3 separate regions of the Mus musculus genome follow, and regions 1 and 2 are each linked to region 3. A link is a contact called in public promoter capture Hi-C data. All regions are on one chromosome and are shown on one strand. The core of a region is the stretch at or near the end of the contact, and the rest is flanking DNA. Distances in the headings are between cores, read along the strand shown. Region 1 holds the start of Borcs8 (BLOC-1 related complex subunit 8). Region 2 holds the start of Tm6sf2 (transmembrane 6 superfamily member 2). Region 3 holds the start of Fkbp8 (FK506 binding protein 8).

What was found. Promoter capture Hi-C pulls out the DNA fragments that hold promoters and counts their contacts.
Region 1: a promoter capture Hi-C map of erythroid cells shows a contact between it and region 3, with 10 times the contacts expected there. The contact joins the promoter of Borcs8 here to the promoter of Fkbp8 in region 3. A contact is called at or near these places in 1 of 39 promoter capture datasets (erythroid cells), 4 of 484 Hi-C or Micro-C datasets (B cells, muscle stem cells, myocytes and 1 more), 3 of 115 datasets of contacts at active chromatin or transcription factors (bone marrow-derived macrophages, memory CD8 T cells and stem cell-derived neural progenitor cells) and 1 of 9 other capture datasets (pancreatic islet).
Region 2: a promoter capture Hi-C map of neural stem cells shows a contact between it and region 3. The contact joins the promoter of Tm6sf2 here to the promoter of Fkbp8 in region 3.

What each region holds. Positions count from the first base shown.
Region 1 is chr8:70,138,166-70,141,048 of GRCm38.p6, forward strand. It overlaps Borcs8 (BLOC-1 related complex subunit 8), which reads left to right and starts at 1,334. Exons shown (of 6, transcript NM_001145552.2): 1 at 1,334-1,607. The coding sequence starts at 1,571. It overlaps Rfxank (regulatory factor X-associated ankyrin-containing protein), which reads right to left and starts at 1,032. Exons shown (of 9, transcript NM_011266.2): 1 at 756-1,032; 2 at 1-58. The coding sequence starts at 50. Gm45929 (predicted gene, 45929) reads left to right here and starts at 1,334. Exons shown (of 9, transcript NM_001310055.1): 1 at 1,334-1,607.
Region 2 is chr8:70,071,661-70,074,360 of GRCm38.p6, forward strand. It overlaps Tm6sf2 (transmembrane 6 superfamily member 2), which reads left to right and starts at 1,264. Exons shown (of 10, transcript NM_001293795.1): 1 at 1,264-1,429; 2 at 2,618-2,700. The coding sequence starts at 1,335. Sugp1 (SURP and G patch domain containing 1) reads left to right here. Exons shown (of 14, transcript NM_027481.3): 14 at 146-687. The coding sequence ends at 172.
Region 3 is chr8:70,526,401-70,529,100 of GRCm38.p6, forward strand. It overlaps Fkbp8 (FK506 binding protein 8), which reads left to right and starts at 1,343. Exons shown (of 9, transcript NM_001111066.1): 1 at 1,343-1,436.

The DNA of each region.
Region 1 (2,883 bases), core at 84-2,583, 390 kb before region 3:
GGAGGTTGCTGGTTTGGGACAAGGTTCTCTGCAACCTGAGTGGGCTCCATGGAGGAAGCTGGAGTGAAGAGATGACAGTAATTAGCCAAATCTCGTGGTCCCCAAGATGGCTCAGTTGGTAAAGGCGCTTGTCACCAAGTCAGATGACCCAATTTTGATTCCAGGAACCCACAGGGTGGAGGGAAAAAACTGACCCTGGTAAATTGTCCTCTGACCTCCACACCAAACCCACAGCACAGCCTGCCCACAAAATAAATGAATAAATGAGTTCTTATCTGGGGCTGGAGCTTGGTTAGGTGGGGCATGATAGTGCACACCTTTAGTCCTAGTACTTGGGAGGCAGAGGCAGGTAGATCCCTTTGAGTTCAAGACTAGCCTAGTCTAAATAGTGAATTCCAGGACAGCCATGGTCTGCATATTGAGCCTTGCTTTATGACGCCGGGAAAACTGTGGCTTTAGATAAATATCATTGTTAATAAATTAACACCAGAAGCCAAGGCAATAAAATGAGGGTTCTGGCAGCAGTCTGGGTTCCAATCACTTACAAGCTATAAAAACCTAGTCTATGACTAAGCTGAGCCTCATTCCCTCGTTAATAAGGTGAAGATGTAAGGCCTCAGAGAGGTCATATCAGAAAACATCATAGAGAGATACTAATGTCAAACTTATCAATGTCCCACTGTGGTTATTTGGGCCGGAATCCCCCAAAATGACTTAGGACTCAACAAAAGATGCGACGTGTAAGATCCACTCACCTCCCTCCAGCCTCCTCTGTGTCCCTACGCTGCCAGCCTTGGTCTTCCAAAACTCAGGAAGCTCTGTTCACAAACTTTTCTGGTTCAGTAGATCTCGTAAAGAGCAAGTTGGTGACCAGACGCTCAGTTCTCTAGCTTCCTCTCCTGGGACATAGAGCAGCAACTTAATACGCGACGACTACTCCTACTGGAAAACTCCTCCACTGCGCCTGCGCACCCTTGCCCTGCAAAAGTACCAAAAAATAAAAAATAAAAACCCGAAGCTGCTTCTAGCGCTTTAAGACTGGAGGGAGGAGCGTGGCTTCCGCTGAGGCCAATGGGTACAGTGGCGCATGCGCACGCTATCCTTCCTAAAGGGCTGAAGGAGCCTTAGACTCGCTGAAGATTTTATTGCGCGTGCGCTTCCCCGCCCCATGCACCGCCCCCTCCTGTCTGCCCCAATCGGATCCACAGACGGTGGGAGGGCGGAGCATTTGCCCCACGGGGCGGAGACACATGGGCGGGACTTGTCAAATTTAAAGAGACCGAATATTATTGTTACTTTGTCCATAACAATTTCCCTGCCCTGGTCCCTGAGAATTATCTGTACGTGTAGCAGGGAGTCCTTGACGAGGCATACTATAACATCAAGAAATCTCTATCCTCCCGACACGCTCGCATAGGACTGCCTCCTTCCGTCTATCTCGTGTCTGAATAGAAGTTACCTCGTAAGAGGAGCCAGCGCACAGGACGCCAGAACCCATACCTGAACGTTTAAACGTCTCAACCTCCCGACTTCCGCTTCCGGTTTCTGGGCTCTGCTGGCTGCCTTCACTATGGAAGAACCTGAGATGCAGCTGAAGGGAAAGAAAGGTGTTGCGGGACCCTAGAGGGGTTGGAGGGGCCTAGAGAGGGCAACGCGGGAAGGTACATGACAAAGAGCCGCCGTAGACCTCCCGGCCTGCGGGGTTCGATGGAAAAGGGAGGCCGGTGTCTCCCGCCGGGAGGTGTTGTGATGTATAATGATCCCGGGCAGGAAAAGGCTCTTTTCTACTTCTGAGATAAGGTCCCGGGATGTAACCCTGGCTATATTGGAACTCGCTGTGTAGACCGGGATGGTCTCAAACCTCTCTGCCTTCTGAGAGTTGGAATTAAAAGCAGAATCCATCCAGGTCCCTGCTCAGTGTAATGTGGTTTTTAGCCTGTGAATACGTAAAGGAGTATGTGGGCTTGGTGGCGCAATACTCTAATCCTCTCTTCTCAAGAGACAAGAAATTGAAGGCCAGTTTGGTCTGCACATTGAAACTCAAATCTCGAGAGAAGAGCTGGGGCTTTAGCTCAGTCGTAAACACTTTGACCAGCGCATTCAAAGCTCTGGGTTTGATCCCCGACACTGCAAAATATATTAAGGACCAGATAAGTAGATTATTTTCTTTAGCTGATGGGAGCCCTGCGTGGTAAGAGGAGTTGGTGTCATCTGCCACCATTAGCCTGGTCAGAGCTTGTCTGATACAGGAAGGAGTGGGGGATGAAGGGGACTGAAGTTGGAAGCAACAGGATCCTTGATGGATGGAGCAGGAAGAATAGAGATTTCCTGACTGGGAAAGCTGTTGGTCAAAGTCTACCCTGGGATGATGGTTTTGGTGCAGTTGACTTGTGGTAGGAACATGAGTTCTGGAGTAAAGGAAACAGGCTTAACAGGAACTTGAATGGATTCTGCAGAGGGCAGCCTTAGCAGGCATGTTTCTGGAACAGGGCCTGTGATATACCTCAGAGCTGTTCCCACACAGCAAGGGACGTGGCCTTCCACATCATTCCTGCCACAGAGTAGAGGCCTCACGAGATTGTGGACTTTAGGCACCTTTGAGTTCTGTGTTCATCCTCTGGGCAGCTGGATATGGTGGTACATGCTTCTCTTCCCTTGGGAGCACTTGGGAGGCAAAGGCAGGCAGAGGAATTGCTGTGAGTTAAGGACAGCTTAGTCAACACAGTGAGTTACAGGGAATCCAGAGCTACTAGATTCTAGTATGATGTTCCATACTGCTCTCCAGTATGCTCCAGTTATAAAGGGGGAGGGAAGCTGTCAGTGGCTTTAGTACCATCCACCAATGTCCTCTGAAAGTGGGTCTGGGGAGAGAAGATTGTGAGT
Region 2 (2,700 bases), core at 14-2,513, 450 kb before region 3:
TCCCTGACTGCCTGTTAGTTTGAGAGAGATGACAAAACCCCTGCTGTAGCCCTCACAGGATGTCAGCTCTGCTGCCTGCAACGTTGTGGAGGGAGGACCTATAGTTTTCCACTAACACTCCTTTGATCTTTTTGGGCTTCCACAGAACAACCCCAGACGGCCCTACTACTGAATATTCTGGAAACACAAAGTCTACATTCAGATCGGCCATCCTTGGACTATGAAATGTTCTGGCATCCATCTCTATCCTGTGGTCACAAGTGTTGTGCTGTGTATTAAAGTCCCAATGCTCACCTGTCCAGCATTCCAGTTCCTGCTGTTGCCAGAAACCTCTTTTGTCCCTCCTCCAGTCCCACTGAGGCTCATTGAGTTCACAGTAACTGGAGACCAGCCAGTTGATTCAGACTTTACCCCAGGCAGAGGAAAAAGAGGCTTCCAAACACTTCATGATATGTGCATGGGCTGGTGTGGACTGGGCACAGCTGGAGTATGGGTAGGGCCTGTCTAGAGGCAGAGGCCTGGGCTGTCTCATGTATTGCTCACTGCATAGCTGCAAGAGCCCAGCTGGAGCCCGTGATGGTCAATCTTTGCAGCTTCATCCCATTTGTGCTGCCCTGGATCCTCCCCAGACCTCTCCAGCTAGTCAAAGTCCTCAAGAGAATAAGAATGATAAATCTGAGTACTCCAGTCTTGCTCCTCTGGTCTTCCATCTCCCCAATGTTTCCCTCTCCCAAGATCTGGTTGGGCATGACACAAAAGGTCCTAGAGTTGGCAGAGCTGAGTAGTGGGAGTGTGGCCAGGGGCTGGACTGCAGTGTGTACAAGTTGTGAGTGTAGGGCCTGGGGGCGGGGCCATGTAGAGCGTGGCTGCACTCTTGAGCTAATGCCTGTGAGTAGGGCTAGGAGAGGTGAATGGGTCTTAGGTAAGGGACTATTGTGGACTCGGTAAAGGGAAGTCTCTACAGTTCAGCCCCACAGGTGACTAGGGTATGGGGGCGGAGTTATAAGCTGGGTAGAGGTAAGGGGGCATGGCTGCAGATGTGGGACGGCTGAAAACTGGGAAAGGACGCTGTGCAATGGATAAAAGGACTGAGAAAGGGAGCTTATGGGCGGAGTCTCCTGATAGTAGGGCGGCACTCCCCACCCACCCCCTCCGCATACTGGCCAAGAACCTCAACACAGGAAAGGGTGGTGACCAGCTCCTGCGCGGGGCGACCTTTGCGCGCGGGGGGGGGGGGGGGGGCAGGCAGGTTCCTGGCAACTCAGAGCTCTGACGCGCTGCGGTCACGGAGCCAAGCGTCCTGGAGGCCTCGCCGGGGTCGGGGTGCCGCTGCCATGGACATCCCGCCCCTAGCCGGCAGGACTGTGGCAATGTCATTCTGCGCCCTGCCAGTGTCCTACCTACTCAATCAAGTTTCGGCGTTCTCACAGTGCGTTTTCGTCCATGAGGACCATGGGGCTGGAGGGAGGATGAGGGGTAGCAAAATCCCATAGGATGGGAGCTGGGCCGGGGGAACGCCATTGCAAGCAGAAATCCCTCTCCAGCCGCGCTGTCAGGAAGATGAAGTTGTAAGTTTCTGGGGAAAGGTGATGTGGAGCCATAGTGGGTTGTGGCATTTACGAGTATTCCAGGGATGTATGCTGTGCCAGTTCCAAAGTCACCCAGGGTCAAAGTATTTTCCTAGATAAAGCCCAACTCACCCAACTTCCCTGGTACGCATGCCCTGTACCATCGTCTCTGTCTCAGGCCTAGAGTTAACTCCCCCTACAAGCAATGAGCACCCTGTCCCTGACTTCTATCTTCAGATAGACCCCGGAGGTCCAGCAATCCCCTCACTCCAAAGCTCAGTTAACTCAAACAGTGGGATAGAGAGGGCCTTAGCCATAGGTCTGACTCCCTGGTACCTGTCTCCTGAGAGTCTGAGTGAGCCAAGTGCCCTTTGGGAGCCCAGGTCTCTTTATCTATCTGGGTTTCACTATCGTCATGGGTGAGGATCACAAGTTCTGTGCAGTGTCAAGATTAGTGTTGGCATTTTGGTTAAGTAAAACCAGGATGGAGTTTATGAAATGTGGGCCTGGGTAGTTTAGGAGAATTGAACAAAAACTGGCTGTGTGGCACCAGACAGGTGGATTCCCCTCTCTGGGTTTTGGTTTGTTTGTCCAGCTGTGTTAAGGGAAGCCCAGAGACCTGGCTTGTGTTATCTATGCAGCTAGCTGAACTGTCTTATCAGACTGTATAACTTCGGTGTAACTGAGCAAGAATAGGGAAGTGCAGTTGGAGACATTTGGACTTTAGTTGAGAGAAACTGGGAGCCTCAAGAAAATACTAGATTCCCTCCCATCAGAGTCCAACCACATGAAGGGTGAGGCTCAATGAGTGACCTGGCAAATCCAAAGGAATGAGTATTAGCTAATGATGAAACACAGAGATAGGGAAATCAGAGAGGGCTTCCAGTGGGAGCAATATGGATAAGCCTTGAAGTATGAGTAGGAGTTTGCCAAGTAGAAAACCTAACCAAGAAACCACTGATGGAGAAGTCAGGTCTCATTCTCCTTTGCTGACACTTTCTGAATAATTCCTCCAGGAGGTCTCACCCAAGCACTCGATTTTCCCCCAGGCCCCTGTTTGTGGTGCTGACGAGTGCTCTGATACTGGGTCTGCTCTTCCTGGCAGTCTATAGCCTATCTCATGGGGAGATCA
Region 3 (2,700 bases), core at 93-2,592:
CTGCCTAGCATGTGCAAAGGTCCCAGATCCAATTTCAAGTACTACAAGAACCAAAGAACAACAACAAAAAACAAACCCCACTGGGTTTCAGATGTAGCCAGGTTCAAAGCCCTCAGAACTGGAACAAGCCCATGGTTTCTTTGATATCAAGTGAAAGAATTACAGGATCATTCTTGAAAGGTGACAGCTCGGGAGAGTAGATAAGGTCCTTCAAATGAGAGGCCCTGCTTTCTCCCTGACACCTTAGCACCTTCTGGCAGAGTCTGCATGGACAGCAGGCAGTTACTGAAAACCTTGTATCTCAGGTGACTGCCCTTCAGCTTTCAGCTACTGTTCTTTTAGACAGTGCAATGTAGCCAAGCCGGGTCGTGAACTTCTGATCCTCAGTGCCCCACTTGTCAAGTACTGAGACAACAGGCAAGCACCCTGTCTGGCTTCCTGACCCCGTCTGTACCTTCAAGGTAACTTAGTAAGCAGTCACACAAGACCCCAGAACCTTGGGGCTGGAGAGATGGATGGCTCAGTGGTTTAGAGCACTGACTGCTCTTCCAGAGGTCCTTAAATTCAATTCCCAGCAACCACATGGTGGCTCACAATCATCTGTAATGGGATCTGATGCCCTCTTCTGGTGTGTCTAAAGACAGTGACAGTGTACTAATAAAATTAAATCAATAATTCTTTAAGACTCCAGAACCTCACAAGCAAGCTAAACACTTTGCTGTCAGCTTGGGCTTCATGGTCAGACCCTGGCTAACTAAAATACAATATAAAACATGAAACAAAAGAGAATGCTATAATAAAATAGTTGAGACGGGTGTGGTAGCACACACCTTTAATCCCAGGAGCAGATAGAGGCAGTATGATCTCCATGAGTTTAAGGCCAGCCTGGTCTGGTAAACGTGCTGCGTCCAGGACAGCCAAGCCTACACAGAGAGGCTTGCTCACCACGCCCCAGGAAAAGAGAGGGGCAGGGGAAGGAGGACATGAAATAAAGTATTAAGTAAAATTATGAAATATTATTGTTTTCCAAAGAGCCCCGAAAATGACCGCGCATGAGCTACAGTGTTTCTTGTTTATTTCTACCTCGTATGTAAGCAGGAGGAAGCCTGCCCCAGCATGAACTCAAATCAGGGCGTGCTGCTATCCTCTCCCACTGTGCGCCCAGTGCGTTCCCATCTCCCACTCCCAACAGCCCCTCCACCTAGAGGCTAGAGCCCCTTTAAGAAACGGCCAGCGGAGCTTACCAGGAAGGAGGTGGTGTCGAGGGCGCGAGACGGACGTGTGCACAAGCCAATAAACACGGCAGACGCGGTGTGAACAGCCAATGGGTGCGCGGGGGCGGGGCTGCGTATCTGAAGCTGTTTCCCGAGGCGCGGCGGCCGCGGCTGGGGGCGGGGAGGGGGCACAGGACCCCGAGCGGGGTCCCCGAGCCGCAGGCACGTGTGACGGGGCGTAGCGAGGAGGCCGAGGCTCCCGGGGCCAAGGCCTCCCGAGGCTGCGGGAGGCTGGGCCTCCCGGGGCGGTAGTGTCGACCGGGCGCGGGGCGGCGTTGGGGTGCGGGGCGCGCGGGGCATTGTGGGGGCTCGGGGCGGGAGGGTCTCCGGTCGGGGCCGGATCCCGGAAGGAGCCCCGCAGGTGAGGGTCGCAGGGCAGGGACGCAGGGCTCCGGGGCTTCCTGGGGCTTAAGGAGAGGGCCTGATAGGACGTAGGGTTCTACAGCTGGGTTGGGGGCCTCCGCAGAGAGGCCTGGGGCCAGCGAGATGGTGCAAGAGTCCATATTGGTGTTCCCACTACTCTTTCGCTTTTATTTAATTTGAGACTGGGTCTCCAGTATTCTAAGCTAGTCTTCAAGTGGGTGTGTAGCTCAGGCTGGCCTTGAACTCCTGGCCTTCCTGTCCGAAGAGCTGGATGACAGGCGTGCCTTGCCACACCTGGTTTACAGGGGTGCTAATTCTAAAGCGTCGTGCTTGCTAGGAGAACGCTCTTCCAACGAATTACAATCCTAGCTTATGCTTTCAATTTCTTGAGTCAGGATTTCATGTAACTCATGAATTCCATGGCCTCGAATACCTGGTCATCCTTCCTCCACCTCCCGATTGCTGGAATGAAAGGCATTTGCTGATACATGGTTTCTGCAGCGTTGGGGTTAGAACCCCGGGTCTTGTGCTTGGTAGACAAGTGCCCTGTTGCCTGAGCTATCTCCCCAGTGCCCTACTACGATTAAAAGCTGGAAGCAGACTTGGTGATAGAGGCAGGTTGGAGCCATCGTCTCTGTTGTTGGGAGATTCAGCAAGAGACATTAAGTTTCTAGCACCAATCCTTTATTGCTGGATCCTTTAGCAGAGAAGGTGGCCAGAGTCAGGAACCTCTACTAAAAGTTCACCTTTTTCAAATGAATAAGTTATAAAACTTATAAAGATTGCTGTCCCAAGGCCTCAGTGACAGTCCCCACTGCCTCAATTACCCCAACACCCTTTTCTTGACATTCAGCTCAATAACTTTCGATCTTGACCCTCTTGTTAATTGGCTTGTTTTCTGACTTTGGCTAAGTGGCTTTGTCTTTTTTTTTTTTTTTTTTTTGGTGGTTTATCGAGACAGGGTTTCTCTGTATAGTCCTGGCTGTCCTGGAACTCACTTTGTAGACCTTGAACTCAGAAATCCACCTGCCTCTGCCTCCTGAGTGCTGGGATTAAAGGCGTG